3 separate regions of the Zea mays genome follow, and all the other regions are linked to region 2. A link is a contact called in public Hi-C data. All regions are on one chromosome and are shown on one strand. Each heading gives the region's core, a stretch centred on a gene start, on an enhancer-like site or on the middle of the called end of the contact. The rest is flanking DNA. Distances are from core to core; before and after follow the strand shown. Region 1 holds the start of LOC100384859. Region 2 holds the start of LOC100276026 (putative plastid-lipid-associated protein 13 chloroplastic). Region 3 holds the start of LOC103645804 (auxin-responsive protein SAUR36).

Region 1 (3,671 bases), core at 59-2,558, 480 kb before region 2:
TTGAATTTTGTTGCACAAAGAGGCTCAGTTCCTATGTACGGCGCTAGCTAGAAGTAGCCAGAACTTTGTGGAATGAACCAAAGAAATAAAAGATCAACTTAAAACAGGTAAAGAAAACCAATGGAGGCTTATCCCTTGTAACGTGAAGTGGAGCATGTCAGTCTTTTCACAGAATATATAGGGGGCAGCAGCAGCATTTGCCATCTGTTTCCCCTCAAAACCTAGGCGAACGATTATTTTGGGATGCAGGGAGTAATTCATAAAGCGCAATATTTCTGACAAATCTTTCATGAAAATCCCTAAGCTTCTCAACCAAAGACCACAAGTAATAGCGCAAATAACACGCGTGTAATTATGTAGAGTAAATATACAAATAGCCAGCTTATGAGATACATGTCACATGTTCATTATCAACTTACACATTTATTCACACGCAAATTGTATGTCTGGGAATCCAATGTCTTGATTTTGATCTCAATTGTAGTCTCGGAATCTTCAGCACGATGTTGCATTTGTACATCTGAAGCACTCTCCATGTTCTCCCGTGCTAAAGAAATTTAGAGTTACAAACAGCAACTGTCAGTTCATATGATCTGTTTTTTAGTTTTTACCAAATAAATAAGTTCAGAATCCAAAACCAAAAACCGATACGATATCGCAAATATGTCATTGCCGACATCGAGAATCAAGACAAAACTCATTACTCAATTGTTGGCTGATGCACAACTAAACTGTACTCACTAAAGTAATACAACATGGAACAATTGAATCTCTACTTGATATGGTCATCTGTAGTCTGGGACTCACGAGTCACCTATTGACTATTGAGTCACCTATGTAGTGTAATATCGAACTCACGAGTCACTATGGAGTACCGAGGACCTACTGTGCCGAGAAGATCCAAAAAGAATTGAGGGTCGGAGGGGGAACTACCTTGCCAGGGGTGAGGGGGGATTGCCTTGCCAGAGGTAAGGTAGCCGCCAAAACGGGGATGCACAGCAGCCAGACCGTCTGGCTTGAGAGGATGAGCCGGGGTAGGTCACGCCGCCTCGCCAGCGACCGATCGGGATCGGGGTCGCGGGGTCTGGCAACCTGGGGATGAATCGAGTGAGGCTAGGGTTGGGTATAAGGAGCGGGCCAGCGGGCGAGAGTGAAATAAGAACGAAATACCTACGGATTCCTCACCTGCCTTACCGGCGTACCGGCACCGCCGGGTGGTCGGGAGGATAGCGCCTTCGCCGGGGGCGAAGATACACCGATGCGGAAACGGACGAGGGCAGGAAAGAGGAATGGTGGGGGAGGTGATCGTCTGATACTCTGATGGGCCGGCCCAATTCGGATCCGCCCAGAAGGACGCGGTCGTCCGTTTCCAATCGGGCAGCGGTCACAGTAGAAGGCCGGAATATACTACTCTGTTAGAATTCTATACTGCTATATGACTTATCTTCCGTGTGTACACTCTAGACCCGCTCTATGCACCAGGCCTGTCTAACATCCGACCCTGCTCGTGCAACCACTGCATAAAAAATAGTACAGAACGAGCACTTGAATCCACTCCTTCCTCTCCAAAAATTTGGGGTCAACCATCAAACCACATGTATCTTAGTAATTATAAATAAACAATAATTATATTTGAATAAATATTTTAATAACTATTTGTGTGATAGATAACAGTTGTAACAAAGCATGGGCAACTGACTAGTTAAACAAGATGTATCTTGAGAAGTTTTTAGAGGCTAATGGAAAAAAATAAGAGACGAGTTCTTCACGAAGAGTCCATCTTTATATAACTTTTTTATAGATAGTGTTTTGGTTGTATTTATGATCTAGGGATATAATGCCGTTTCTTAGTTGTCTCTTGTATTTGGATAGTCGATCCAAAGGCTGAGAGTTATGCGTGCCCTTACGCCTCCATCCCTCCCCGCAATTTCTTATTCAAAAGTGATCCGCAAGAAAGAAAGAAATAGAAGGAAGATGAAAGCAAAGCACAAGCGGTGCCCGCCACACCATCCCTCTCATCCCCAGTCATATCATCTCGAGGAGTGACAACGTTTGTCGCATATCTGTAGTCGCTGCTAGAGTTTCGGTGAGATGGACGCGGTGAAGGTGGCGCAATTGTCGTCGCATACCTAGAATGAATAGTGATGCACTCCTTGGTGTTATTCAGCATCGTCTAGGGGAAATCTATGTTGATTTTATGGTTACAAATGTAACCTCTAGAAACTAAAATTAAAATTTTTAATATATATGCATGTCTATAATATTTTTATGAATCCACATGGTAAATATGTCCCTTAATTTTGCTCTAGCTTCGGCACATCGTTGACCACTGCAAATGTGTCACCCACGGTAGCAAGACATCGTCGGTATCCTCCTGGGCACCTCATCCCACGGCTCTGCCGATGTCATCAACTCCTAATCAAAGTAATCATTCATAGTCAAGCAATAAATAGAAATAGAAACAATCACTGACGGCAACCAATAGGCAAAGCAGTCGACAGGAAGTATTTGGATTCTCACGTAAAAACTTTTTTCTATAGCCCAATAAATTCACCTTTGATATTTAAAGCTTCATCGTACCATATCCCTGTATCCTAAACATATATAAATTATATTTGTCTAAGATGTCAAATAAAACTACCTTTAATGCTTTAGATATAGTATATGTGATATGGTGTAAAGTAAGAAATTGTTTCAGTACGACATTCTATTTAACATCAACATATCTAAATTGAGAATTCGGTTGTATAAGATTAAGCTAACATTCCATTCATGAAATGGTTATAATCAACTGGCAGATTTTGGTATTACCGTTATTTGCTCATCCGCGGATATGTCACACGACTTATCAATAAGAATGGAGAACTTTTTATTTCCGATCTCTCACATTATCATATGTATAAATTATTCTGCACAATATCTTGCAGTATATTTTTGAATACTAGGAGAAGTCATCTTGCAATTCAACCGCGTCTAAAAGCATTTCTCGTTTTTTGTTATCTTTGTACCAATCAACCAACTCTAAAAATCACACATACTCATCGTGTCCAAAAAAACATGCCTTACGCATTTAAAAACTTTAAACGTTCTAGAGATGAAGTTAAACGGATTTGATACAATTTATCTACTTCCGTCTTCAGTTGGACGACCAAGGTTACTTGAGATATGTTTTCTTTGATTTCGAAGACCATCAAAATGTTTGGCACTCGTTACTAACACGAACCACTCCATTAACATGCTCAGGTCATATTTTATATGCATGCTTCCAACCATTAAATCATGTTGTGTGTCCTAGCTAGAACCCGCCACATAGCTCACAAACTACTCCCACTCACCTCGACGCTCGTGCTCTGCCCGTTGTGATGCCTTACTTTTGGCGACGCCATTGCAACCCTGGTCGCGTATTGCGCCGCTGTGTATGTGTCGTCCTGTGGCAGCCCATTGTTAGGATCGTATCCTTTGTCAACGATAAACAAGCATGACTCGACCATATTATGTCATGTTGTTCCTTGGTATAAGTCCCGCCTATTTAATCACATCGTTCCCTATGTTGTCTACCAGGCGGCATCGACACAGTTTTGAGACAGTTTGACCATGAAAAAATTGTGTATATTGTACATCTAACCCTCAGTGGAATAAATTTTACACTCTTTGTCGAGATTATGCAAGAA
Region 2 (3,629 bases), core at 351-2,850:
TTTGTCCCTGGTGGTTACCCGGCAGTTGCAAAAATGCTGAATCTAAGTAGCTCTGCTGTATCTGCGCCATCAAGAACTCATGTGGATCATGCCGCTCTTACCGGTGCCTCTCATCCAGCTTCTACGGTCAAGACACGCATGTGCACCAAGTACAACACTACAGAAGGCTGCAAGTTCGGTGATAAGTGCCATTTCGCTCATAGCGAAAGAGAGCTTGCGAAGCCAGCCTACATGTCTCAAGAAGGACCTCCTATGGGTGGTCGATATGGACGAGCTGAACCTATGCAACCAGCTGCCATGGGCCCTCCAGCAGGAAACTTTGGTGCCTCGGCGACTGCCAAGATCAGTGTGGACGCCTCTCTGGCCGGTGGCATAATCGGCAAGGGTGGGGTCAACACTAAGCAGATAAGTAGAATTACAGGCGTCAAGCTCTCCATCCGCGACCACGAGTCTAACCCCAACCTAAAGAACATCGAGCTGGAAGGCAATTTTGACCAGATCAAGCAAGCCAGCGACTTGGTGCGTGATCTCATCGCAACCATCAGCGCAAGCATGCCAGCGAAAAATCCATCTGCTGCCGCGGCACCAGCAGGAGGAGGCCGAGGCGGTGGTCCAGGGGGCAAGAGCAGCAACTACAAGACGAAGCTGTGCGAGAACTTCTTGAAGGGTGCCTGTACTTTTGGTGACCGGTGCCACTTCGCCCATGGCGAGACGGAGCAGCGGAGAGGTGCTGCATGAGAGTCGAGGTGCTCTAGGCAATGAGATGCCATGTGCTCCCTCCTTTTGCTACTGTGAATTTTCGCCTTGCAGCGCTAGGCGGTTGGACTGTTGTGTTGTGTTGCGACGTCAATGGATTAAACTCTAGATTTCAGCTTTCTTTTTTTAACATATAAGTTCGAGAAAACGTTAAACTGTCGTGCAGCTTGCATTTTGTTGGTCGGTAAGCTAGCAGGCTGCTAGCCCATGACAAACCTGTGTGACAAACCTGTTTGACTGTCCTAGTGTTGCTGTGTGACTCGTCAAAACTAGGGCTAAAAAAAAAAGCTCGAGCTCGACGAGCTGGCTCGGGTTCGCAGCTCGGTTCGGACCGGCTCGACGCTCAGAACGAGTCCGACTGAGTATGTTTTTGTGGCTCGTGAAAAGAGCGAGCTAGCTCGGCTCGACTCGGTGCAGCTCACACGAGCTGCACCGTGGCTCGATCTAACAATAATTTGTTAGATAAAATCTTAATTAGCATATAATATTAGTACGAGTAGACAATTAATTTATATTATTTGAGATTACTGTAAAAAATAATTTATTTTATATATTATATTAGTAATATATCTATTTTATTAATTTAAAATATTTTTAAAATTTTATATTATAATTTGGAGATCATATTTACGTTTATGCCTAGTTTCTTATGTCTAGGTTCATTGGCTCGGCGAGTCGGCTAGGCTCGTTGGCTCGGCCGTCGAGCGAGCCACAAGCCGAGACGAACCGTTTTTTGAAACTCGCGAGATGGGCGGAGATGGGCGAGCCGCCCTAGTTGAAACACATTTGAGGTGGAAAAAAATCGAAAATATCAAGTTTTCCCGGCTATTCTGGGCGATTTCCACGTCGCCAAAGGCAGCAGCCGTGGCTGTAGACTGTAGCACGAAAGAGAAATCTGTAACCCAGCAGCCAGCGAGTCAGGCAATGGCGGCCGTCGTGGCGCTGGCACCGGCCTCTCCAGCTCTCCTCCCTGTCCCCTTCCGCGGCCGCCGCGACGGCCGGGTGGCCCTCTCGCCTCGCCGAACCCGCTGCTCCGCGGGGCGCTGCAGAGCCACGGCCCAGACCTTCCAGGGGGGCGCCGCCGCCAGCTACGCCCGCGAGATGGAGCGCCTCTCCGCCAAGGAGTCATTGCTCCTCGCCGTGAGCTCTTCCTCTTCCTCTGCTCCCTCTTCTCGCTCTCTCGCCTAGTACTAGTTGCTGACCTTCCTGTGATGGTGCCTGCGGGAGGCTCCTGTTCCTCCAGCCTACCAAAAAGGAGGAGCTAGTGCCAAGTTCTAAACCTGCATTTTTCATCCAAATTTCACTACAATAATTTTTTATCCACAACCTCAGCAATTGGGAAACGATGGCTTTCCATGATTTTGTGTCTTAGTTGTGAAATGACAGTTTGAATCAGCTTGTTGATACCGAACTTTCGAGGTATTTCTCGACTAACGCATGCGACTTTTTTTTTATCACCAATTTCAGTTTAAAGATGCTGGGGGTTTCGAGGCCTTAGTCAGCGGGAAGACCACTGAGATGCAGAGGATCGATGTCAATGAGCGAATCGTTGGACTTGAACGCCTGAATCCCACACCGCGCCCCACAACGTAAGTGCTACCCAAAACAAAGACATAATATGTGCTGTAGCTTAATTGAGATACTTTTTAAGATTTAGGACCCGCTTGAATGCACTTGAGCTGACAATTAGGCGGCTAAAAATTTGCTAGTAAAATTAGCTAACTAACAAAGAGCTGGCTAACTATTAGCTAAATTTAGGTAGTCGAGGGTGTAGCTAACAGTTAGCTGGACTATTAGCTGTAGGTGTTTGGATGTTTTCAACTAAAAGTACCTAATAGGCTAAAGCTAAACTATTAGTTGGGTTGTTTGAGTGTCTTTAGCTAATTTTAGCAGCCAACTATTAGTTCTAGTGCATTCAAACATGACCTTAAGCACTGAGATAAGATGAACACCTTTGATTCTAACCAAAAAAGCTTTTATGTGTAAGCATATTACATTAACTTGAAAAATTCCGCAACATCTATTTACTTTGCAGATCGCCGTTTCTGGAGGGTCGATGGAACTTTGAATGGTTTGGTGATAGTAGTCCTGGAGCATTTGCAGCCCGTCTTTTGTTTGAGTATGTCCCTGTCGCTGCTTGCTTCATTTGACTTGAATTCAGTTTAAGTCAAGCTTCTCCTGATAGCAAATGTGTTCTAATTTGAAGGAGGTCACCTACGGCTGTTGCACACTTTATGGGACTTGATGTGCTGATCAAGGATGGATACTCCAAGCTCTCATCAAACCTCAAGTTTGTAAACACGGTAATGTCAGAAGATTTTAGGAGTGTACCTACTTTTTTTGCATAGTCAGTATGGCTTACAAGGTGCAGATAACACTTAAGATTACGTTTTATATGACATTTATGTGCTTCGTTAGTCAATATGGCTTACAAGATGCAGGATTCACCTTCTATAATGAAGCCATTCTGTGTCTATATCTGCTACCATAATAGATCGTGCGCAAAAGCTTTCATAAGCTGAGAATACTTCATAATTAATTATACTGAAGTCATTTATTAGCAGGCTGTTAGTGTTTATATCATCTGCAAGCTGAATGTTTCTGTATGATCGGGGATTGCTTTATTGTTGCACTCAGCACTCCCATTCTCACAATTTAGCAACTGTCTTTTTTTTCTGTTTTCAGATACAAAGCAAGTTTTTACTGACTACTCAATTGTCTGTTGAGGGCCCCATCAGGATGAAAGAGGAATATGTTGAGGGCCTTATAGAGATTCCCAGAATCAATGAAGAATCATTGCCTGAACAGTTAAAGGGCTTGCTTGGCCAAACTGCAGGAGCTCTACAACAACTTCCTAGCCCTATAAGGGATGC
Region 3 (3,594 bases), core at 651-3,150, 490 kb before region 2:
ACAGGTGCATGCATCCTGCTTGGTCCTTCCACAGATTTCAAGCTTATATATAATATATACAATGCAAGTCTAGTAATATATATTAAGCTCCTCCGATCAAGAAAATAAAAAAGGAACTCTAGACTAAAAATAAGACCTCCGATCCTGCTAAATAAAAACACCAACAACAGCTAGACGATAGATGATGATGATGATGTGATCCAGTAACGGCAGCCAAAAGGCGACGCAAATTCGGTTGGGCCATCATCTTTCTTACAGAGAAAAGATTCGGGGCTCGCGCCGCACGTTTCGCGCCCCAGCCGTAGGTGCAGTGCAACTGGCCGGAATCCGTCCGGCACTCCGGCGACCGGCGCCGGATCCTCCTCTCTGCCGGGATGGGCTACGTGGCGAGCGGCGAATCGGCGAGAGGATACGGTGGTGCGTTCGAACGTGGGTCGATCAGGACGCCACGCCAAGTGTTGCTTTGGGAGCATGCGGGCGTTCCGGACTTGCCGCAGCACCTGACATGTTCCGCCCGGACGACGTTGCTGGACAAATTGTCGGGCACATGCCCGCGCTGCTCTCTGCGCGATGTGTACGTGCACATCATCAGGCTGGAGGATCGAATTCCAACTTCCCTATTGCGTTAGCCACTGTAAGTGGAGGAGGATATATATGTAACCTACATGTCACAGCCTTCTTACACAAGGTCATTGGCATGTATGTATGTACTCCCTCCGTTTTTTTAGTTATTGCTGGATAGTTTAATTTTGTACTATCAAGTGACAACTAAAACGAAACGGATATAGTATATATAAACCACGACAAATACCGGTTCATTGCCAATTATATATTTCATTCGGAGGAAGACAACAATGACCTGTTTATTACTTTGCACGATGGATTAATTGTTGGGTTATTACAGAGATGAAGAAAACACCACCAAAATCAAAGAATATAATCCTCACGTACGCTCTCTTTATCTTGGACCAAATTTTTTTTCCCTCCAAGCACAGTCTACAAGACTAGCTGCCCCGTGGCTAGCTTCCCCGGTTGCAGTTGTTGCCCTCGCAGCCTCGCTCGACGCTCGCGGCCTTCGTCTTCACGTAGGGCACGGGAGGAGGACGCCCGCCACCCCCCCCCACTCGATCGTATGAGGGGCACGAACTGCATGCCCACCATGCGAGTCGTTCAATTTTCCCGCTGCCGGCTTGTCTCGCTCGCACGCGTCGCGGTCACCAGACGAGGTTCCTCTCGACGGCCATGCCGCGCAGCAGCGGCCGCGCGTCGCCGCGCGCGCGCCGGTCGGCCACCACCGGACCACAGGAATGGGAGGAAAACGAGGCCGAGGAGGTGACGCGGCGGAGGACGTCGAGGAAGCGGTCCTCGTCGCAGGGGAGCGCCACGGGGCCCGGGGCGGCCGGGAAGCCGTACTCCTCCTCCGCCTGCCGCAGCAGCTCCAGGAACGCCGGGTGGCTGAGGTGCGCCAGCCGCACCACGAACCGCCTCGGCGCCGCCGCCGTGCCTTGCACGGACACGGCGACGTGCCCCGCCGGCACCGCGGCGTCAGAGGAGGACGATGCCGCCTCCGCGGCGCGGGACCGCCACCGCCGCAGCGCGCGCCGTAGCCAGACGAGCGACGGGATCGTCAACGCCACCCTGCACATGATGCTTGGAGGCTTGGAGCTGGAGCTGCTCGAGCGGCCGGGTTGTTGGGTGGTTTTGCTTCTCTTTGCTGTGGAGGCTCGCAGTTGCGCAGTCGAGGCTGTGGACCTTGTGGTGGACATATACATATATATAGAGAGAGAGAGACAGGTCGTGGTGAGCGTCGGCCATGAACAAGGCCGGGCTATATATATCGAACGTGAACAAGGGCTATATATGGTGACGTATGTTTGATGACTGTATACCTCGCTGAAGCGACGGGTAAAAGTTTAATAAGGTTACTTTGAGATATATAGCGACAGCTCTGAGAATTTTTTTGAGGGCTTTTATTTATATCTCGTGCGGTGCCATAGCTAGGAATTCCTAATTAATCAATCCTGGTTGGAATTCGGCAGACAGGCGCATTATAATTAATTATTTGTTGGGTGGCTCGATCGCTTGACAGTCACAAATCCGCTAGGCGCCATGCCAGATTTGCAGGTCCAGGCATGCACTGCACCACGGGCTTCGAATGGTCGCTGTTCTGTTCCCAGGGCCAGGCCAGCACTGCCTGCCCTGCTGCCTGCTGGACGGGCGACGGCGTTTCGTTCTTTTTCAGAGCCTTCAAAAGTGCACCAAGGAGCTGGTGCCTACTGATGTTATTAAAAGGATGGAAGGTTACAGGGTGATCCCTCCTAACCTCTTTATCCTTTGCATATGGGCATATCCTATGCCTGTATTCTCATTGATTAGCTATACGCACCTATATATACCTTAATTCCAGCCTTTCTGGTTTTGTTCATGTAGGAATCTGTAATACCTCAATAAGCTTTCCATCCAGGGGTTTCCCTGACGAGACTTGAGAGTGCAACGCCCTGCTTCTGCTTCCAGGTCTGCTGACATAGATAGATAGTCGTGGATGACTCATTTACATCCATACAGCTAGCTGGTCGAGGCTAGACATGTCAATGGTTTAATATACCCACTGACATCGAGTATTACTATCTCATACCTATACTCACGAGAGAGAGAAATAAATTCCATTATAAAAATCCTAGCATAATTGAATCAATCATTCAATATAACCACAGATAATTGGATAAAACAGCAACACTAGGATAGTACCACATAACATAATACATGTTCCATTACATGGTCGTCGAATAGTTGTTAAGCCTCCAATGACATTATTGCTCAAAAGGTTGTTAAATAGTCAAAAGAAGATGGATGATTGCAGCCCAGGTTTATGTTTTCGGGCCAAGTTTGTACTAGGTATTTTATACCCACGGGTTAATAGGTATGAGTGACAACGGAATGTTCTAATACTCGTTTATCCATTGGATGAAAAGTTTTTAACCAATAAAAGACTTATGGGTAGAATATAATCAACCATTGTTGCTGCTTGCCACCACTGTTTTCAAATTTTTTTTCCTGCTCGTCATCTGACAGTTATGAGGCCAAGAAGGTTGGCTACTGATTTTTAATCCTTGTTGATGCGAACTAAACAGATGGGCTAGGTAGAAAGTTAGGTTTGGGATGATTCCGGCATCTAGCATCGATGGAGTAGGGGAACACGATGTGCCTGCATCAATGGAGTCAAATATAGGCGCCTTAGCTGCCCACAGATCTCCCTTGTCTGGTGACTTGGCTGTCAAATCTTCTTCTTTTTTCCATTAGTAGCAATAAGCTTGGTGCAGCCAAGATCCCTTGACCTCTGCCAGCCTGCCCTGTCCCAACTGGGGATCGCCTCGGTTCGTTCAGCCAAAAGCACTCCCAAGTCTCAAATCCATCCAGGCAGCAGCAAAGCACGCGGTTCCTACACACGCCAGCCGCCTGGACCCGATGTGCTGGTCCAGCCATGCAGCACGGGCTTCGTATCCATCGGTCTGGTCGTATAAAACCCTCACGGCTCCGGCTCCTAAAAACAGTTCCGAGCCCAAGCCGTTTTATAATTTGTTTGGAGTGGAAGCC

The links. A called contact is a pair of places that touch in the nucleus more often than the background predicts.
Region 1: a contact with region 2 is called in a Hi-C map of ear, with 2.5 times the contacts expected there. The contact joins the promoter of LOC100384859 here to the promoter of LOC100276026 in region 2. A contact is called at or near these places in 2 of 25 Hi-C or Micro-C datasets (ear and tassel).
Region 3: a Hi-C map of tassel shows a contact between it and region 2, with 2.1 times the contacts expected there. The contact joins the promoter of LOC103645804 here to the promoter of LOC100276026 in region 2. A contact is called at or near these places in 2 of 25 Hi-C or Micro-C datasets (ear and tassel).

Annotation. Positions count from the first base shown.
Region 1 is chr2:3,832,542-3,836,212 of Zm-B73-REFERENCE-NAM-5.0, reverse strand. LOC100384859 reads right to left here and starts at 1,308. Exons shown (of 17, transcript NM_001326400.1): 1 at 1,186-1,308; 2 at 934-1,092; 3 at 420-547. The coding sequence starts at 536.
Region 2 is chr2:3,357,228-3,360,856 of Zm-B73-REFERENCE-NAM-5.0, reverse strand. LOC100276026 (putative plastid-lipid-associated protein 13 chloroplastic) reads left to right here and starts at 1,600. Exons shown (of 7, transcript NM_001149916.2): 1 at 1,600-1,896; 2 at 2,224-2,345; 3 at 2,792-2,875; 4 at 2,963-3,059; 5 at 3,442-3,629. The coding sequence starts at 1,681. It overlaps LOC100192020, which reads left to right. Exons shown (of 3, transcript NM_001137444.2): 3 at 1-984. The coding sequence ends at 738.
Region 3 is chr2:3,850,712-3,854,305 of Zm-B73-REFERENCE-NAM-5.0, reverse strand. It overlaps LOC103645804 (auxin-responsive protein SAUR36), which reads right to left and starts at 1,900. Exons shown (of 1, transcript XM_008670524.2): 1 at 833-1,900. The coding sequence starts at 1,772. The coding sequence ends at 1,215.